Regions from separate parts of the Ovis aries genome. Here region 1 is linked to region 2. Evidence: chromatin contacts called from public Hi-C data. All regions are on one chromosome and are shown on one strand. Each heading gives the region's core, a stretch centred on a gene start, on an enhancer-like site or on the middle of the called end of the contact. The rest is flanking DNA. Distances are from core to core; before and after follow the strand shown. Region 1 holds the start of DIPK2A (divergent protein kinase domain 2A). Region 2 has its middle 320 kb from the start of DIPK2A.

The links. Hi-C and Micro-C count contacts between places; a contact is called where the count stands out from the background.
Region 1: a Hi-C map of liver shows a contact between it and region 2, with 5 times the contacts expected there. The contact joins the promoter of DIPK2A here to the enhancer-like site in region 2. A contact is called at or near these places in 2 of 16 Hi-C or Micro-C datasets (hypothalamus and liver).

Annotation. Positions count from the first base shown.
Region 1 is chr1:245,522,082-245,527,103 of ARS-UI_Ramb_v3.0, reverse strand. DIPK2A (divergent protein kinase domain 2A) reads left to right here and starts at 3,419. Exons shown (of 3, transcript XM_027959602.2): 1 at 3,419-4,339. The coding sequence starts at 3,683.
Region 2 is chr1:245,205,960-245,211,078 of ARS-UI_Ramb_v3.0, reverse strand. No RefSeq gene overlaps it. Among named protein-coding and RNA genes, the nearest start is that of DIPK2A, 320 kb to the left of the region's middle. Within about 2 kb of position 2,873, at least 14 of the 54 cell types and tissues checked have an H3K27ac peak or open chromatin away from gene starts, as enhancers often do. A contact at or near this core is called in hypothalamus and liver, where this site is marked.

The DNA.
Region 1 (5,022 bases), core at 2,170-4,669, 320 kb before region 2:
GAGGAACCAGAGATCAAATTGCCAACATCCGCTGGATCATGGAAAAAGCAAGAGCGTTCCAGAAAAACATCTATTTCTGCTTTATTGACTATGCCAAAGCCTTTGACTATGTAGATCACAATAAACTGTGGAAAATTCTGAAAGAGATGGGACTCCCAGACCACCTGACCTGCCTCTTGAGAAACCTATATCCAGGTCAGGAAGCAACAGTTAAACTGGACATGGAACAACAGACTGGTTCCAAATAGGAAAAGGAGTGCGTCAAGGCTGTATATTGTCACCCTGCTTATTTAACTTGCATGCAGAGTACATCATGAGAAACGTTGGACTGGAAAAAGCACAAGCTGGAATCAAGATTGCTGGGAGAAATATCAATAACCTCAAATATGCAGACGACACCACCCTTATGGCAGAAGGTGAAGAGGAACTAAAAAGCCTCTTGATGAAAGTGAAAGAGGAGAGTGAAAAAGTTGGCTTAAAAGTCAACATTCAGAAAACGAAGATCATGGCATCTGGTCCCATCACTTCATGGGAAATAGATGGGGAAACAGTGGAAACTGTCAGACTTTATTTTTGGGGTTCCAAAATCACTGCAGATGGTGATTGCAGCCATGAAATTAAAAGACGCTCACTCCTTGGAAGGAAAGTTATGACCAACCTAGAGAGCATACTGAAAAGCAGAGACATTATTCTGCCAACAAAGGTCCGTCTAGTCAAGGCTATGGTTTTTCCTGTGGTCATGTATGGATTTGAGAGTTGGACTGTGAAGAAAGCTGAGCGCTGAAGAATTGATGCTTTTGAACTGTGGTGTTGGAGAAGACTCTTGAGAGTCCCTTGGACTGCAAGGAGATCCAATCAGTCCATTCTAAAGAAAATCAGTCCTGGGTGTTCATTGGAAGGAGTGATGCTGAAACTGAAACTCCTATATTTTGGCCACCTCATGAGAAGAGTTGACTCACTGGAAAAGACTCTGATGCTGGGAGGGATTGGGGGCAGGAAGAGAAGGGGACGACAGAGGATGAGATGGCTGGATGGCATCACTGACTCGATGGACATGAGTCTGAGTGAACTCCGGGAGTTGGTGATGAACCGGGAGGCCTGGCGTGTTGCAATTCATGGGGTCGCAAAGAGTAGGACACGACTGAGCGAGTGAGCTGGGCTGAATCCTCTAGATAAGTCTTGGGTGCCTGCTCAGTTGCTTCAGTCATGTCTGACTTTTGTGACCCTGTGGACTGTGCTGCACCAGGCTCTTCTGTCCATGGGATTCTCCTGGCAAGAATAGTGGCATGGGTTTCCACTCCCTCCTCCAGGAATAGTCTTGCATTATACCTCAGTTCTCTCAGTTTAATCACTGGCAATAATTCCAATGGAATCATTCACTCTAAATAAAAATATAAAATATATGTAGTGTTTTTATTGTTTTAAAGCAATTCCACATATATCCTCTAGTATTAATTGAATTCTACATTTCATGAAGTTATGGGATGCTCTGAAAGTAAGTTAAGTTACTGCCAAAGGCTTCAAAAAATCCTTAGCGTTATCAAACTTCCTCAGCAGTCACTTTGCACAAACTGGAAGAACTAAAACCGCCCAATTTGTCTGGAATCAGTGTAACATCATTTAATAGTCACTTCTACGCTGAATATATTTATTAATTGTACAAGTATGTTTTTTCCCCCAAAGTTTGAATTCTTGTATCAGGAAGGTCAAAACACTGACTACAACAGTACTTCTGGAATATAGCTCTTCCTTTTACAAGTAAACAGTGTTGAGAACACCACAAAGAAAGCAGTAGACTTTTCTCTTTAAGCCTGGAGAATCCCAGGGACAGGGGAGCCTGGTGGGCTGCTGTCTATGGGGTCACACAGAGTCGGACACGACTGAAGCGACTTAGCTTCAGTCTTAGCAGAGTTGATTTCTATATGCCAATGAATGGGTCTCCTAAACATCACTGTTCAATCCCTATCATTAACTCGGCTAAAACCCAGATGTTTTAACACTGCATAAGGAATCACTTGTCCATCAGAAAAACTACTCATTTTAATTACTTTAGCGCTATAACTGAAAAGCAGTATAACTGCATATTTCAGCTACTGTAGAGTCTGGGTTCCCTTAAACTTCTACCAAAATCAGGTGCTGGAGCTAGATTTCCGAGTTATTTTTGCAGTCGTGGCATGAAGCTGAGCCAAGGTGCAGGTGTGGAGCACCAGGCAGCTCGGGTCCCCATGGCTACTGTCACAGCAACGCGTCGCGGCTCTTGGGGCAGGCCTGAGTCCGAGGGGGGAAGCGAGGGCCCGCCCGCGCCTCAAGGGAGGCCCTGGGACAGACTCCCCGGAGTTGAAGAAAACGCCTTCAGTGGAAGGAAACCGGCTGGGGAAGCTGGCGGGAGCAAATTAGCTGCTAGTCCCAGCTCTTTCGCAGTGGCTAGGGCAGATTTCCTGGAGACGCCAGGCCGCGTCTGTTCTCTCTTCATCCTATTTTGCCATTTTTTATGACGCTGCCTCGCAGACTTCTCTTTTCTGGTTACCACTCAGCTTTAATTTAAGATGCTGTCACAGACGCGACAGATGCCGAAGGTGAAGCCCCTAAACAGTCCCGCCACAACTCACGCCTTCTCCCACGTTTTCCTCGCAGGCCCGCCCCCGGAGTGAGCGGCGCGCGGGACCGGGGGAAGGCGAGCTCCCGCCGCGGCCTCGCCTCGCCCCGCCCCGCCCCCGGGCGCGCGCCCCCACCCATATAAGGCCCGGAGAGCCAGCCGCCCCGCCTACTCGGCCTCCACCCCGGGCGCGCCGTGCGGAGGGCAGGGGCTTGCAATAGGCTTCTGCGCGTCCTTTATTTTTTTCCCCTTAGGTGACTTTCCACAACGGCGAAAAACAGGTCCCAGGAAAAAGGCAACAATCTCAAAAGAGTAACTGTTACTAAAAGTATTAAATAATTTCACTACAGGAGCTCGCGAGTTTACCCCGCCTCCAAAAGCTCGAGCTCCGCCCCGTGGAGCAACCCTCCCCCCACCACAAAGCTGCCCCCGGGAGCCCACGCCGACGCGCTCTCGGCGGCGCGCTAGCTCCGCCCCCAGCCCCGCCCCCCTGCCCCCTCGCTCTCCCTCTGGAGAGTCAGCGCGCACGAACCGGGGCGTGAGGCGTCAGGGACGCGCGGGCACCTCATCCTTCCCACCTTCCTACACTGTTGCTACTTTTCGGTGTGAGTCATTCCAGCTTCTCTTCCCCTTCCGTGAGTCCCTCCTTTTCTCAGAGACCCTGCTCGTCCCGCAGGCGGCCACCTCCGCAGCAGCTCTCGCGCCCCCAGCGAGTGGTGCGCGTGCGCGCACGGCGGAAGCGGGCGCGCGGCCGTCGAGTCCCCGCGCTCCCTCCCTCCTCCCGTTGCTGTATAACTTGACTGGCTTGGAGGAGGCGCCGCCGGAGTCGGAGGGCGGGGAGCTCGGAGGAGGGAGCTCGAGAGTTGTGGAGACTAGTGACTGGGAGAAGTCGCAGCCTGCTCGGGCCGGCTGCTTCCCGCTCTCCGTCTCTCTTACACACCTACTCCGCTTCCCGCCCCAGCCCGCGCGCCTTGCTCCTTCTTTCGCTCGGGGGCCCCTGCCGGTCGCTCTCCGGGTTTCGGCGCGGCGGGGGCGCCCCGGGGGTGCCCTCGCCCTCCGGGTGCTGGCGGACGGGCGGCGGGCGGGATGTGGCGCCTGGTGCCCCCGAAGCTGGGCCGCCTGTCCCGCTCGCTGAAGCTGGCGGCGCTGGGCAGCCTGTTGGTGCTGATGGTGCTGCACTCGCCGTCGCTGCTCGCCTCCTGGCAGCGCAACGAGCTGGCCGACCGGCGCTTCCTGCAGCTCAATAAGTGCCCGGCGTGTTTCGGAACTAGCTGGTGCCGCCGCTTCCTCAACGGGCAGGTGGTGTTCGAGGCGTGGGGCCGCCTGCGCCTGCTGGACTTCCTCAACGTGAAGAACGTCTACTTCGCGCAGTACGGCGAGCCCCGCGAGGGCGGCCGCCGCCGAGTGGTGCTCAAGCGCCTCGGCTCGCAGCGCGAGCTGGCGCAGCTCGACCAGAGCATCTGCAAGCGGGCCACCGGCCGGCCCCGCTGCGACCTGCTCCAGGCCATGCCCCGCACCGAGTTCGCGCGCCTCAACGGCGACGTGCGGCTGCTCACGCCGGAGGCGGTGGAGGGCTGGTCCGACCTGGTGCACTGCCCCTCGCAGCGCCTGCTCGACCGCCTGGTGCGCCGCTATGCCGAGACCAAGGACTCGGGCAGCTTCCTGCTCCGCAACCTCAAGGACTCGGAGCGCATGCAGCTGCTGCTGACCCTGGCCTTCAACCCCGAGCCGCTGGTGCTACAGGTAGGCGCGGGGTTCCGGTTGGGAGTGTCCTGCCGGGAGGGCCGCACGGGGAACGGGAGTCGGGAGAAGCGGCCCCGCCCGCGCCGGTCGCCCTGTCTGGACCCGGCGCGGCGCGGCGGCGGGCGTGGGAAGAAGGCGGCGCAGGGGGACCCCGGGCGCAGTGCGGGGTCGCGAAGGGCGACCCGCCTAAGGGTGAGTCGGCTCCGGTCAGCTGGACGCGGGCGCATCTCCTCTCCGACTGCGGATCCCTCAACGCCAGAGGGAGCGAGTCTCTCGTTCGCTCCCCAAATGTCTATTTGGCCAGTTTCCTGGGGCTCTTCTCCCTCCCTGCCTTTCTGCTTTGATCCGCCCGGGCTTGCGCTTCCGCGGCGCAGTCTGCTCACGAGCCATTGGACCTTTTTCTTAGTTCTCAAGTGTTTCTTGCTCTCTAGTACCCCGCGCCGGCTGCCCTAACTTCGGCCCCGAAGTCTGTCTTTGTTTTATTCCTTAGCTCATTCACCTGGCACATCATCAGGGCAGCCAGACTGGGAGGATGAGGTTGGAAAATGGGGACCATGGTCGGGGTGGGGTTCATTCTTGAGTCGTGTGCTTTGGTTGGGATTAGAAAGAAAAAAAAATAAGGCACGTTGGAGTTGAGACTGCGAGGGTGCCAGGACGGACATTTTCATGCTGATCCGGTTGGT
Region 2 (5,119 bases), core at 1,624-4,123:
TGTATTAATATATGTTAATCCCAGCCTCCTAATTTATCCCTTCTCCCTATCTTCCCTTTTGATATCCATACATTTGTTTTACATGTCTCTAGGTCTATTTCTCTTTCGTAAATAAGTTTTTTTTTTTTTTTTTCACTGAGAAGCATTTTAATCTTTATTTGATCAGAAGCTACAAGGGTGTGATGGTAGTGGAATTGTAGTTGTCTTCATAAGGTATGAATTTGAAAGGTGGATCTCATACTCACAAGGAAATTGAGAAAGGTTCAAAAGGAGATGACTCATAAGTCGGTTGAAGCATGGATGTATAATTATGTCATGTGTATCTATAACATTTTTTTAATTTGTATGTTTAAGTTTTCAATGCATATTGTTCTTAAACAGTTTGTTTTGACTTCAAAGCATATTATGAAGATTTTTCCAGCTTGGTTAGTATAGACATACTTTATGCTTTTTAATGGTAGCCTAAATTTGTTGTTGTACGGTTGAGTTCTAACTGATTTAACCAATCTCCTGTTGATGCACTTTTGTTATCTCCATATTGTTGCAATATATAGCAAATGATACTACAGTGACTATGTGTGTATGTGTTTGTGTGTCTTTGTATGCATGTAAGAATATAACTATGAGACAGATTCCTCAAAACTAAAGTTTCTGGATTGACATATATGCACATTTGGAATTTGGAGTTATTGTCTAAATGTCCTTTAAAATCCATATTTAGAATTCCACTCACATTTGAGAATGACTTTTTTCATTCCCCTCACATATTTATAAGATATTCTGATAAGTGATAAGATGTATAGACTAGATATTTTGATTTATACTTATCTAATCATTAAGTTTATCATCATATATATTAATAGTTATTTGCATCCTATGTTTAGTTACTTGTTCTTTTTTCCATAACTTTGCACACTGTAGCTGATTTTTAGAAAAATTATTTTTATAAATGATATTCTAATAGTTATATAGTTTTATTTTAAATTTTCAAACTACTAAAGTTCTGGAATCTAGTTTTGAATAAACCATAAGGCAGGGGTCTAGGTTTACTTATTTTCTGAATAATTTGCCAATTCTTCCAATGCTTGTTGTGGACAAAATAATTAACTCACTGATTTGATTTGTCATCTTTATAATATAAAAAATTATCTCATGCCTATATCTGTATCTGGATTCTCTTTTGTTCATATGAACAAAAAACTTCCTTGTTGGCTAGTTTTCTGTGTATCAGGGATTGTAGAAAATGCATATTCTCCACAGAACAATAGCCTGTGGAAAACCATAGGGCCATGAGGCAAGTGCTTCATTAAATGCAAAGATTTTAGTGTGGTTGGAGCTTTAAGTTTAAGAAAAAATAATTACAAACATTATTAGGAAGTCCAGAGCAAAATCAATGAAAAAAATTACTGTAAATAAAACACCACTCTCTGATAGAAACATATTAATAATATTTATCCATTTCAATTTGTTTTAGATTATCCATAAGTGGCCTTATTTTAGGTCTTTATGATTTTCTTATAGAAGATCAATATATTTAAGTACAAAATTTTAATGAATCTTTGCCTTTAACCCATTATTGTTAGTTTCTCAAAGTAAATATTTTCATCTATTTCTGTAGTTTTCCTCTCTTTCCTTCGGAAGAAGAAATACTGAGAAAAAGATGTTCTGGGATTTTGGTGTTTTCATCTAATCTTACTGAATTTCTCAGCTTCTTCCTCCCTCCCTCCCTCCTTTCCTTCCTTCCTCTGGAGTTCAACAGAACCTAAATATAAGATCATGTGACAGTGGAAGCAATGGCATACATGTAGACAGAAATTGTGCATTACAGTGTTGGTCGTTAATTTTTCATCCTCAGTGTTGACACTTTTGTAAAACAATTGCAACCATAGTAGCCTGCATGCTCACGTGTCCAAACGTTGCCTACTGCACCTACATCTTTCCATTGCTATTATCAACCCTAATGCAAATTAACAACAAAAAAACCCAGACTCACAACTCATTAGATTTTTTAGTTAGAACTTATTCTCTTTTTATTCTCTTTTCCCATTTCCTTCCTGTCAGGTATCCAGATAGCTGCAGGCAAGAAAAACACTCTCAAAAGTTATTTTGACTTAAATCAGCATCACTTCCAAGGTTTAACCATTAACATGTAATTAAAATGTCATAATACTTACTTTTAAATTGCTGATTCAGATTCACATATCTTAATGTAATCTAAATTTTTCAAAAATATCGGCTTCCCTGCATCAAACAGACAAATAAAACAACAATATTGTTTCAGATTTGCTAATAAAATTAACGCACTGTTCTACAACTCCAAAATATTCACTGAAATAAATTTAAGCTTCTTTTTGTTGTTGTGGAAAGGCTGAATGTTTAAGGATATTTCCTTTCCAATATCATAGGTATGGTACACAGGGAAAATAATGTAAGAGATACCTGGGAAAATAACATAAGAGATTCCTGGGAAAATAACATAAGAGAAATGTGAGAGAATGCTGTTTATAATGATTGGTAGTTTCAAAGCTCTACATTGGAGCATGTAAATATGCCAAATTGACTGTTGTGAAAATAGACAATTTGTGAAATTCTGGACATTTTCCACATCCAGTGATGCCAGACCCTGGAGGGGGTGGGTATTCTGGTCTAGAGGCAAGTAAACAAGTCAATAGAAAAACTGATTGTTGGAAAGACTGACCTCTGAACAATGGTATTGTTTTGCTGAGCTCCTCAAAGGGTCAAGTTGGATTTGGGAAATATTTCAGTTCTCACTGTGACATGAAACCTTGGGTGCTGATCAAAGTGCTTTGTTTTGGTATCTAAAAGCTTAGCCTCTGAGATGGTGCCAAAGGTTTGGCTGTCATGATGTGTGGGGTATGTGAGCCAAGCATTGCTGGCTTGAGAACTCTGCACATTGTTCTAAACTAGAGAATTTGCTTCTTACTGTTCCCCTTCTTGGTTTGTATAATAAAAACTCCATAATAAGAAACTGTTCTTCTTTTTTTTTTTTCCTAGTAGACTTGGAAAAGAATTAAGGAGCAGCCTTCTTAGTACCGTGGTATTGGGAGAGCTTAGGGGAGACAATGACTTGGTTGAAATGAAAAATGATATAAAAGACTCTATGAAGACCACTAATGTGGGTCCCAAATAGTTGAGTTGCAACCTAAGTTGAATGTGTGTCCAACCCTTGCTTTTAACATTTCTATTTATAGAAGGAAGGCAAACAGGCTGTGTTGTATCTTGTTTTCTGGAAAAGTATTAGAACCTTGTTAATTATGGTAGAGTGAACATGGCAGGAAAAGGAAAAATATAATTTTAAATATAATGGTGCATGCTGGAAACACAGATTGGCAAGCATATGGGATTCTGGCATCTGGACAGAAGCCTTCATAACCATCTGCTTCTCAGAGGTTATTTTGGCAATTTTTGCAGCCGTTTTAGTGATTCACAGGTCTGGGATAAGGATGTTAGCAAGCAGCTAGAGGGCACGGGTACGCAGAGACAGTTACTGGGTTTTCTGTCCATACATTAGTTTCATTGTTGTGAATCTTGTAATTTTAAAATGGTCTATGTGCCTGTATTTCATTGTGATGGCAGCAGATGCTCCTCCATGCTAATAATTTTTTCCCAATTTTATTCCCCCAGTGACACTCATTTTTGCCTTCAGAATCAATTTGGTGTATTGCCTCCCTTGGCTGTGGAGATGTTAGAAATATGTGAAGGGACTGGTGTTTTTGTGCTGCTGCTGGTTCTGAAGTGTGGAGACCTTGTTGGTAACCTCCAACTCTCCTTGGCTTTCTCATTCTACCAATATGCCTTGGGGATTTTGAGAGTTACAGCATGTTATTAATAGTTAGTGTGATGTCATGTAATAATATAATAAGAACTCACATACATAGAGTCATTTAACATAGGACTTTTATGGCTAATGATAAAGGAAAATATTAACTAACTTGATGCATTATAAATTGAAAATCTATATTAATTTTTAAAATTGAAATGCAGTTGATTTGTAATGTTATGTTAGTTTCAGGTGGACAACAAAGCAATTCAGCTACATCTATCTATCAATCTAGTTATCTATTTATCCTTTTTCAGATTCATTTCCATTACAGTTTATTACAAGATATTGAATATAGTTCCCTGTACTATACAGTAGGTCCTTGTGGTTTATCTATTTCATATATATACTAGTGTGTTTTTGCTAATCCCTAACTCCTAATTTATCCTTCTACCTTCCAATTTTCATTTGGTAACCATAAGTTTGTTTTCTATGTCTGTGAGTCTGTTTCTGTTGTATAAATAAGGTAGTTCATTTATATATATATTTTTTAGGTTCCACATATAAGTGATATCATGATATTCTTCTCTCTCTCTCACTTCACTTAGTATGATAATCTCTGCTAAATCACTTCAGTCGTGTCCGACTCTGTGTGACCCCATAGACAGCAGCCCACCAGGCTCCCCCATCCCTGGGATTCTCCAGGCAAGAACACTGGAGTGGGTTGCCATTTCCTTCTCCAATGCATGAAAGTGAAAAGTGAAAGTGAATTTGCTCAGTTGTGTCTGACTCTAGCGACCCCATGGACTGCCGCCCACCAGGCTCCTCTGTCCCTGGGATTTTCCAGGCAAGAGTACTGGAGTGGGGTGCCGTTGCCTTCTCCATGATAATCTTTAGGTCCATCCATGTTGCTTCATATAGTGTGATTCATCCTTTGTGTGGCTGAGTAGTATTCCATTGTATAATGTACCATACCTTCTTTATCCATTCATCTGTTGATGGACACCTAAGTTACTTCCATGCATTGGCTATTGTAAATAGTGCTTCTATGAACATTGGGGTTTATGTATCTTTTTAAATTTGAGTTTTCACCTTTTCTGGGTATACACCCAGTCTATATCAATTTTTCATCATAAAAATACTATTGCTTGCTCATGCAGCTCAATAAAAGAAAAAAAAAAAACAATCAAAAAGTGGGCCAAGGAAGTAGCAGACATTTCTCCAAAAAAGACATTCAGATGGCTAATAAACACATGAAAAGATGCTCAACATCACTCATTACTGGAGAAAAGCAAATCAAAACTGCAATGAGGTATCATCTCATACTGGTCAGAATGA